2 separate regions of the Mus musculus genome follow, and region 1 is linked to region 2. The links are chromatin contacts, called in public Hi-C maps. All regions are on one chromosome and are shown on one strand. Each heading gives the region's core, a stretch centred on a gene start, on an enhancer-like site or on the middle of the called end of the contact. The rest is flanking DNA. Distances are from core to core; before and after follow the strand shown.

Evidence for each region. A called contact is a pair of places that touch in the nucleus more often than the background predicts.
Region 1: a contact with region 2 is called in a Hi-C map of uterus. The contact joins two enhancer-like sites. A contact is called at or near these places in 15 of 484 Hi-C or Micro-C datasets (the G1E-ER4 cell line, differentiating embryonic stem cells, embryonic fibroblasts and 6 more) and 7 of 115 datasets of contacts at active chromatin or transcription factors (bone marrow-derived dendritic cells, embryonic fibroblasts, embryonic stem cells and 2 more).

The regions. Positions count from the first base shown.
Region 1 is chr8:61,663,561-61,668,241 of GRCm38.p6, reverse strand. The region is part of intron 10 of Palld (palladin, cytoskeletal associated protein); the gene reads left to right. The region is part of intron 2 of Gm51575 (a long non-coding RNA gene); the gene reads right to left. Among named protein-coding and RNA genes, the nearest start is that of Gm51576, 20 kb to the left of the region's middle. Within about 2 kb of position 2,936, at least 23 of the 459 cell types and tissues checked have an H3K27ac peak or open chromatin away from gene starts, as enhancers often do. A contact at or near this core is called in uterus, where this site is marked.
Region 2 is chr8:61,550,127-61,554,580 of GRCm38.p6, reverse strand. Palld (palladin, cytoskeletal associated protein) reads left to right here. Exons shown (of 22, transcript NM_001293772.2): 11 at 4,336-4,454. Among named protein-coding and RNA genes, the nearest start is that of Cbr4, 65 kb to the right of the region's middle. Within about 2 kb of position 2,395, at least 10 of the 459 cell types and tissues checked have an H3K27ac peak or open chromatin away from gene starts, as enhancers often do. A contact at or near this core is called in uterus, where this site is marked.

The DNA of each region.
Region 1 (4,681 bases), core at 1,687-4,186, 110 kb before region 2:
AAGGTCCTACTAACCATTTAACTAACCTATCTTTTCCTGAAATTTTGAGAAAAGTATAGAAAAAAACCCACCACTGTGGTGAGGACAATGTAGTCTTTCTTGTTAATTATAAATACTAGCCTGACTTAGGTAGGCATTAGCAATCAAAGAAAAGGAACATGTTTTGAACAGTGATGTCAATAAATCTATGAACCATAATGACCTAAGATATTGTTCCACACTTGTAAAATCATGAGCTTTGGAGATGTTTTACAAGCGTGTACCTCAGCAGCTTGGGAGATGGATCGGTGGTTACGAAAACTGGCTGCTCTTCCAGAGAACCTACATTCTAGTCCTCGTAATCCCATGATGGCTCATACTGTCTGTAACTTCAGTTCCAGGATCTGACTGCCTCTTCTTGCCTCTCCAGACACCAGGAATACAAGGAACAGACATCAAAGTAGGCAAAACTCCCATACACACAAAATAGCAGAATAATGACAGAGTTCATCAGAAGCTCGGCAGCATCCACGGTGTCTTAGCCATAATCTCTTCACTGCCCTAGCTGGTTTCCCTTTCAGAAGTTTGGGATGGGGGGGGGGGGGTGTGGTGTGTGGTGGAAGAATAGTGCAGTTTGCGATTCCAAAGAGTTGCCTGTTCTCTCCTTTTGGGTCTGAATGTATTTCAGTTTGGAGCTTTGTCAAAGCTCACGGCTGCCATTCTTTCCTACTGTTCATGTTGTCACTGGCCTATGCCGTGGACCAGCATCTGTAGATGTTTTTAGATGTCAGCTTCCAAGAGGGGGAAATTCTGTAAAAACAAATGAGCTTGCCAGAAAACCAATAGCATTGGGAAACAAAAGCCAAAGCCATCCTTTCAAGAACCAAATTAAAAAGAAGAGTCATCGGGGAAAGCAGACAGGAGAGGAAGAAATGTTCTAGTCAAACAACAAGGATTGAAATGTTCTGGTGTCTGTCTCTAACATGATAACGGGATGTTTCTTGGAAGCCGAGATAATTTCCTTAAACATCAAAGAGCTGAAGAGCTCTTGCAGTCTGTCATGTCGGCCCGCTGCCCCTAAACTTCATCTTTCTTCTACATAATTAGCATGACCACTGAGTGAGTGAGTTCAAAAGACAGGGTCAAGACAGCTATGCCGTTTTCTTTCTTACACACTGCCCCTGGCCCAGCTACCACCCTCCGTCCTCTGACCAGTCTCCTCCTCAGGGCTCAGGCACTTTTTATGAGCTCCACTTCATGTGTGCCTCCCAGTATTTCCACCCAGGATGCTGCAGGGAAGAAAGGATGGTGAGCTGCCCCATGGCCACAGGGGACTGAGTCCATGCAACCCTTGGGTGCTTTACTCAGAGTGCCATGGTTGTCTCATGCAACCTCCTTGTGTTTCCCCTGACTGCTGGCTTGGGGCATTGAGCATGGTTTGACTGCTTTGTAAATGGTCATAGAGTAGTGTTATTTTGGGGATAATGATGAGCAAAGCCTGTAATTGTTTGGTTCAATATGGTTGCCTTTTTTCCCCCATATGGTTTCTATGTATGATCAGCTGAATGGGATAATAACCCTGCGGGTACATAGGTCTGACACCATCTAGAAAAAAATCACTTTCCTGGGAGGATAACGGGGGCGGGGGGGACAGACAGAGGGACTGAGAGACAGAGAGGGAGAAGGCCTCCCTCTCACCATACTCCAATGAACCACCTTACCATAACACACTGACAACACACGGAATTGTGTGATTCCTCTGCTTTCTGCCACTCTGTTGTCTTCTTCTTCTAAGCATCGTGTTTCTATTGGGCTCTACTTGAACCATGGTGCTACAGATAAAGTCTGGTTCTTCTGTAGCCCAGGCTAGTCCCAAACTCACAGTCTTCTTCCTCAGCCTCCTGAGTGTGGTGATCACAGATGTTTGACCCTACGGTCTTCCCCTGAGCATACTTAAAACTCCTTTTCTATAGTTGCAAAGCTCTTCCTTTCCATCCTCTAGAACTCACTGGTCTCCTGTAGCCTGTATAGTCAGCAGTCCTGTTGGGGGAGAACTTTCTCCAGGCCATTCTCAGGGATCAGGAGGCTAGCAGCAGCTACTCTCAACTTTGGGTTTGGCCCCTAACTGCTATTTCAGATGTGTCATGTAGAAATACAGGAAACAACTGGCTCCATTTCGACTCAGACTCTCTCTTCCTGTCATCTGCTGTCTCCCATATTTATAATCCACGTATAAGCACTCTGTGAAGAGCAGAGATGCTTCTATGAGTAGCTGGCATTCTGCTGGTTAGCCCAATGTATATCACAGAGAAGTAATGGATTAAGACCAGGGCATTCTCCCCTGTGTGGAACGAACCCTGCTACAGGGTGTCTACTCTGAGCACACATTTAATTTCACTCCTTTGCTTTGGTTATTCCATTTGTTTTATGAGCACATGATTCAAATGATAGCTCAATTGTGAGATGTGTATGTTTGTAGGTAAGTATCACATGGGGTGTGTATGAATTATCAGCCTAGGCTTCCTCTGGTAGCTGAAAGTTGTCAGGGTGCTTTGAGAGTTTCTTGGTCTTACTTGAGTGATTATAAAGTGACTGTAACTGCTCAAACATCACGTTTCCCAAGCACTGTTCAAATCCAGGAGGATGAGGACAGACACAAGGGATCTTGTAAGGCTCTGTTCATTTTAAGCATATAACCCCGTCCTCACCTGTCATTAACTGTATCATTGTGTCCCAGGACAAGTTTTAGTTCTGAGAAAGGTTGGGGAAGTTGGTCTCTGGCAAAGCAGAATGAAATCACCACGACTAGCAGAGACCAGTCATAACTCATTCCTGGCCTTGCAAAGGATCTTTGTCTTATTTTATCTGCTAAAAATCAGGATTAAACTTGGGTGGAGCCGGGTCGCTGTGAGAGAGCTGACAAACAGTGGAGCGGCATCTGCTACAACATGTTTAAAAACATCCAGAGAGACTGGCCCTCAAGTGAGCACTTCCAAATTACATGTGACCTCAGTGTCAAAAATGTGCTGACAAGTGAGATCGAGAGACGGGGAGAGAGAACCAGAGGACTGGGGGAAAGGGCAGTGGAGGAGGGGTGCTTATAACACGACCCATCCACTAGTCAAAGACAGGAAATAAGACTCATAACCCACTCGTGGACAATGCATCAGAGAGAATCTGTTCCGAGTTTGTTCTAAATGCTGACACTTTACCAGGCAGCCTCCAGGAGTTGTGATGGCTGGCTTTAACTGTCAGTTTTAGATGACCTAAAATCACCTGGGGAAAAAAGCCACAATGAAGGATTGTCTACATCGGATCTGCCTATGGGCATGTCTGGGAGAGATTTGTAGTAATTAAGTTAATTGATGTGCAAAGGGCCAGCCCACTGTGGGTGGTGCCATTCTCTTGGTGCGGATGGGGTGGGGATTAAGGGGTCCTGTGAGAGACTGGAGAAGTCCAGCTGAGCACAAGCAAGTGAACACATTATGCATTCATTTCTCTCTGCTCTTGCCTGTGGGCGAGATGTGATAAGCTTTTAGGTGTTCTTATATGAGTTCCCCACAATGATGGGCTATAACCTGGAATAATAGATCCTTTCTTCCCTGAGTTGCTTTTTGCAAGGGCATGTTGTCACAGTCCCAGAAGCAACTCTAGGACAGTACCATGGATAACACAAATGACATATGCAAGCTGATGGGTGCCTTCGCTAGGTAACACTGTGCCTAAGAACTGGAATGTCAGTTTTTGTTCAGTCTCTTTAACAAATGAAGACTCCATCTGACCCACAAAATCAACAGGGCTTCAGCAGTGAGGATGCACCTCACAAAACAGGAAGCTACGGAGGCCAGAAAACCAAACGCTGGGCTCTCTGACACAACTCAGACTCTTCCTCGGACACATATTTGGAACATACTTTCTTCTCTTTTAAGTAAAGTTATATACAAGTTGCAATATTTTTTGAGTGCCAGATGGAGAAGACATCTGGAGAGTGAAGAGGCAAGGAAAACATGCTCTGCAGATGAAGCACATCGGAAGGAAATGTGGCCACATTAGTAATAAAGAACGAAAAATGTTTCTACAGTATACAGTGTATCAGCCTCTTAATGAGAGATACAAACAGCAGGTGCCAATGGCTTTACACAAGACAATATTCTTATCAAGTTGTATTGAGATGGAAAGGGAGGGAGGGGCAGGAGGAAGGGAGGGAGGGAAGAAAGGAGGGAGGGAGAAAATGTACTGTTTTTTCTTCTTCTATGGTCTCCTTTGTTGTGTTCCTCATAGAGATTTGAGCTGTTTCCACCTTGTCAATCCTTGACTGTATCCTTACCTTTAAGAGGTTCTTTATAGTATGTGGTAATCCTGTGTTCATCACATTAAGATGGAGTAAAAGAAAGTCGGCATGACTTAGGAGGCTGGGGGGCTGGACCAGTAGCACAGATAATGTAGACATGGTGATGTACAGTCCTAAACCTAGTTCTCACGAGGTGAGAGCAGGAGGGTCATATGTTCCAAGCAATTGCAGAGAAGTTAAGGCCAGCCTGAGTTACTTAAGACTTTGTCTCAAAGAAGAGGAAAAAAGAAAAAGAAAAAGGAAAAGGAAAAGGAAAAAGGAAAAAGGAAAAAGGAAAAAGGAAAAAGGAAAAAGGAAAAAGGAAAAAGGAAAAAGGAAAAAGGAAAAAGGAAAAAGGAAAAAGAGGAGAGG
Region 2 (4,454 bases), core at 1,146-3,645:
ATTTGTGACTTACATATTAATTGTGTAAATGAAGTTTCCCAAGATTGCGATTTTTGTACCTTTTACACTCAGCAATGATGAGGCAGTGCTATGGAAACCGAGCTGCTGTGGGTATAGCTCTCAGGGAGGATACCCATGATAGAAAGCCATAGACTGGGGAATCTGTAATTTAAACAAAAGGATGATTAGTGAGACACTAGCATTGAGAAGTTACAGAAGAATTTTAATCGAAACTGAATAGAGGCCTCCGTGGTTTTATATTGCATCTAGTTATAATATTTGGTAATACATGTTATGTAAATAATACTATGTAGAATTACTTATTCAGAATTAATATATTCACCTCTCTCACCTCGGATCCTGACCTGATTTCCATCAGAGGGGGAAAATGAGTAAATTTTGGGAATACTCAGGGCTCTGATTCAAAACTTTGTCTTTCCTGTAAAATTGGCAAAAATTCTCCACTCCAGTCCAAGACCCTCTTCCTTGTGCCTCATGAGCTCAGAGGAGCTGAAGCCAGAAATGTCCATTGTCATCCGTGACGGTGATGGACATCTGCTGCAGTCCCTGGCTGGATGTCAAGGGAGGATGGACACCACACTCCTTACATTCACAGTGTTCACACCTAGCAGGAGCAGAGGAGCTTACAGCTCTAAGAATGATGCTCAGTGGTTCTTTGTCTTGCAATGACCTCTGGGTTATGCAATCAAAAGTGAAAGAAAATGTGTAAGAAACATTATTTATTCTTAAATCACACATGGTTTCCACCCCTGTGGTCTAAAGGCTTTCTCCTAGCCATTATGAATACTCCATCTTTCTCAGTATGAACGGGGACAGATTCTCACTACCCAGACACTGTTCCCAGGGCACAGGCTGGAATTTTCCAATTTACATAAAAGTTCTCTCCCAGAAGTTTCTTTTTCTTATCACTTATCTTGAGCATGGGCATCACCTCTCCAGAGAACAGAATGGTGTGGAGTACGAGTTGCACATCTTTTTGCAAACATCTTTATTACGGAGTACTGGGAAAGAAAGACCTAGGGCAAGATTTTGTGAGCCAGCCTCTCACATCAAATCCACATTGACTATCAAAACTCAATGATTCTAATGGCATAAAGTGAGAAGAAAGGCATTGGGAGGGAAACGTGACCCCAGACATATATACTTTTAACTACATTGAAGGTCAAGGTTCTTCTGTGCCGGCACGCCAGGTGTCGTGAATGAATTAAAGCGCAGACACAGATTCTGAACCCACTCTAACCTGGCGCAGCTTGTCCAACTTCTCCCATTTGTAAATGGACCATGACAGTGTTTAACAGAAACTCTGGGTGGTTTTATTTCCTGAAGTGTTGAACCTCTGAGAACCTTAGGGTGTGTTTACAGTGGGGAAGTTCTTAGAGTTTTTGAATTGGGGGTGTGGTGAGGAGAGGAGAAAAAAGAAGCTGGGAGAATCTGTTGGCTCATTTGTGTATAACCAAAGATTTGAGCACTATGGCATTGGAGTCCTGCTGGTGACTAAGGCTTTTTAGAAGCTTATAGCCTGGTTTCCGTGCTTAAGCAGGATTTCCAAAAAGGTTTGTTGTCGCTTCTTCTGCAGAGGAAAGCCAACAGGATAAAGGAGTGGGGAAACCAGATGAGCCTTTTTTCTTCTTTCTTTCTGAATGACAAATAGCTTATGAGTAATTTGTAGAGGGCAGATTTAGCTTTCTGGTATCTCTGCTTCTCTTTGCCTACTTGTATCTGTGAAAATCAACTTCCATAAAGAGTGCCTTGGCAGCTCCCAGGCCGTTTTGAGTTAGCAATTGTTGTAATTCTTCCTCTTTAAAAATATCTTTTTTTTTTCCAAATTGCCTATTGTGACAGAAAATTAATGACAGGGGTGGGGGGCAGCTGGTCACTTTGTGTTCACAGTCAGAAAACAGAAAGAAATTACCCAGTCCTTTCTTGAGCAAGATCGGTTCTATGAAGAGAGTCAGAAGCAGTGGAGGTGGTTCTAGGAAGTCATTCCCTTGTCCTTGACAGAAGGCCTGTGGCCTCCAGGACAGCCCAGCGCCACCCAGCTTTTTTGCTGATGCAGGCCACACTTAAATTATCTTCAGACACATCTGTGACTCTCTTGCCGGGGCCGACAGAGTCGGGGAACAGTGCCTTTAATGAAAGTCACCAGGTGCAATGTCAGCCAGAGAGTGTGGGAGAGTATCCCACAGCTTGGAAGCCCGAGGAGCTATAGAAGGTGAGGATGTGGAACAGGCTTTGAGGAAATGGGCAAAAGAGTTCTGGGTAGTGGCTTTCTGAAGCTGGTGGGTGGCTTTTACAAGGTCTATTCCTAGTCCCGTCCTAAACACATGAAGTGGGAGCACATGTGCAAGACAGCCTACCAAACCACACAGACATCTGGAATTCCATGGGAGTGGCGAGGCTCATTGGGCTGCTTTTTAAAAGACTCAAATTAAGTTCAGTAGGATCCCACAAAGCCCTTTGTTACTAAAAATCTTTGATGCCTTGCACAGATTAGGAATCGAGAGCCCTCCTCTCTCTGTTGCTTTCAGTTATTGAGAAAATACTTTGCCTTTAGTGGATGAAAGTGTGGCTAATTATCAAAGGCTCGGGAGGACATCAGAATGTGTGATGTCTCTACAGCTAATGGCACCTGATGACAAACCTTCAGCTTCTTCGTCTGTTTTATTCTTGTTCTTGCTTTGAGTTTATCGAATCTTCGTCTTTGAAAATTAAATGCCTGAGGATGAAAACAAACAAACAAACAAAAGCCCTTTGGCATTTTCTTGCGTGTGTGTGTGTGTGTGTGTGTGTGTGTGTGTGCATGCGTGCGCACGCGCGCAAGATCCAATGTGTGTATGTATGTGGAATGTATGTGTGTATGTGTAGACTAGGGGTCGATGTCTGGTCTCTTCTTGCTCTCCACCTTAAATGTTGGGGCAAGGCATTTAGCTGAGCTCCGGGCTCATTTCCCCTGCCTAGTCTTCTTTCTTGCCTTGTGCACCCCCTGGCCCTGCCTTTTTCGTGCTGTGATTATAGGTGTGCCCAATTTCAGCATGGGTTCTGGGGGTCTGAATGCTAATGCTCATAGTTGTCACAGCACAGTATTTATCCGTGAGCCACCTACTCCTACCTCGCCCCATTTTTTTTCAATGTTTAAAACTGAGTGCAAAAGTGCCTTCTTGTGGAACTGTACCCCCTTGATCTGCTTGTTCAGAGCCAGCTTCTTCTGAAGTTCCTTTGGCCAGCCATTGGCTGCTTTGCTGACCTGACTAAACAAAACAAAGTAGATGCACAATTAATCTAAACAAGAAAACTTTTAAGTGAAAGAATGGAGTTCTAACCGCTTGGTGAGTTGTATTAAAAAAAATACAACTGGAGAGACAGCTTAGCACACAGAAGGTACACAGGTATAGGTGCAGGCAAAACCACCTATACATCCATGAAAATAAATCTCACCATAGCTAAAGGTAACTTTGAATATTTGATCTTTTCCTGGCATTACAGGTATGAGTATGTACCACGCCCAGTGTGTTTTGCTTTTTGAGACAGGTTCTTGCTCTGTAGCAGAGGATGCCCTCATATCTTCTTTGATCCTCCTGCCTCAGCTTTCCCTCCATCATAAAGACAACACTCCTTTGCATACAGTTTTAAGGGAGAAAACTCAGCTTGTCGTATTAGGAGTATTGACAGCAGTGAAGGAGGAAAAGCAGATTAACTGAGATCTATAAAAATAACTTAAAGTGCTTTTGTTTTTAATTTTAGCTTTCTTGTTCTGATGAAAATTTTCCTCCCCCAAAATTGTCTACAAATGGCTTGGGAACTCATCTCCAACTTTTTTCCTTAATGCTTTCTCTGGTTCTGTTACAACATAGTTTTTTGAAATCAGACAACAGCTTCATCATAATCGGCAAGCTGGTCTGGCTCATCTTACATGGAGTTCAATTTCTGTTCTGGGGTGGGGAGGGGGTTGTTGCAGGTGAGTGCAGTACCTTCAGAGGCCAGAAGAGGGCGGCTGATCCCCTGGAACTGGTTGCAGGCATTGGGAGCCACTGGTCTGGGAACCAACCCTGGTCCTCATCAAGAGCAGAATTTGCTCTCAGCTCAGAACGCTGAGCCATTCCTGCAGCCCCTTCCATGCAGTTGAAATGAGCTGTGGTCGTTCCATTCCTTGCTTTGTCCAGAGCGAATCAGCCAAGTCCTTTCACTAGGATGACTTGCCAGATCTCAGGTCCAACTGTGGTCAGGCTCCCATGAGAAACTCTGTGTATGCGTGCTTCTCTCCACCTGGGATGTGCCCCTTCTCTAAAGTTGTCACTTTTCTCTCTGTGTCCCCAGGGATCCTCTGAAGCTTCAGCAGCTGCAGAACCAAGTGCGCCTGGAACAGGAGGCCTGCGCCTGGCCCCCAGCGCCCCCAGGTGTCCCTTGCAACAGCAGCAGCAGCGGCAGCAGCGCGC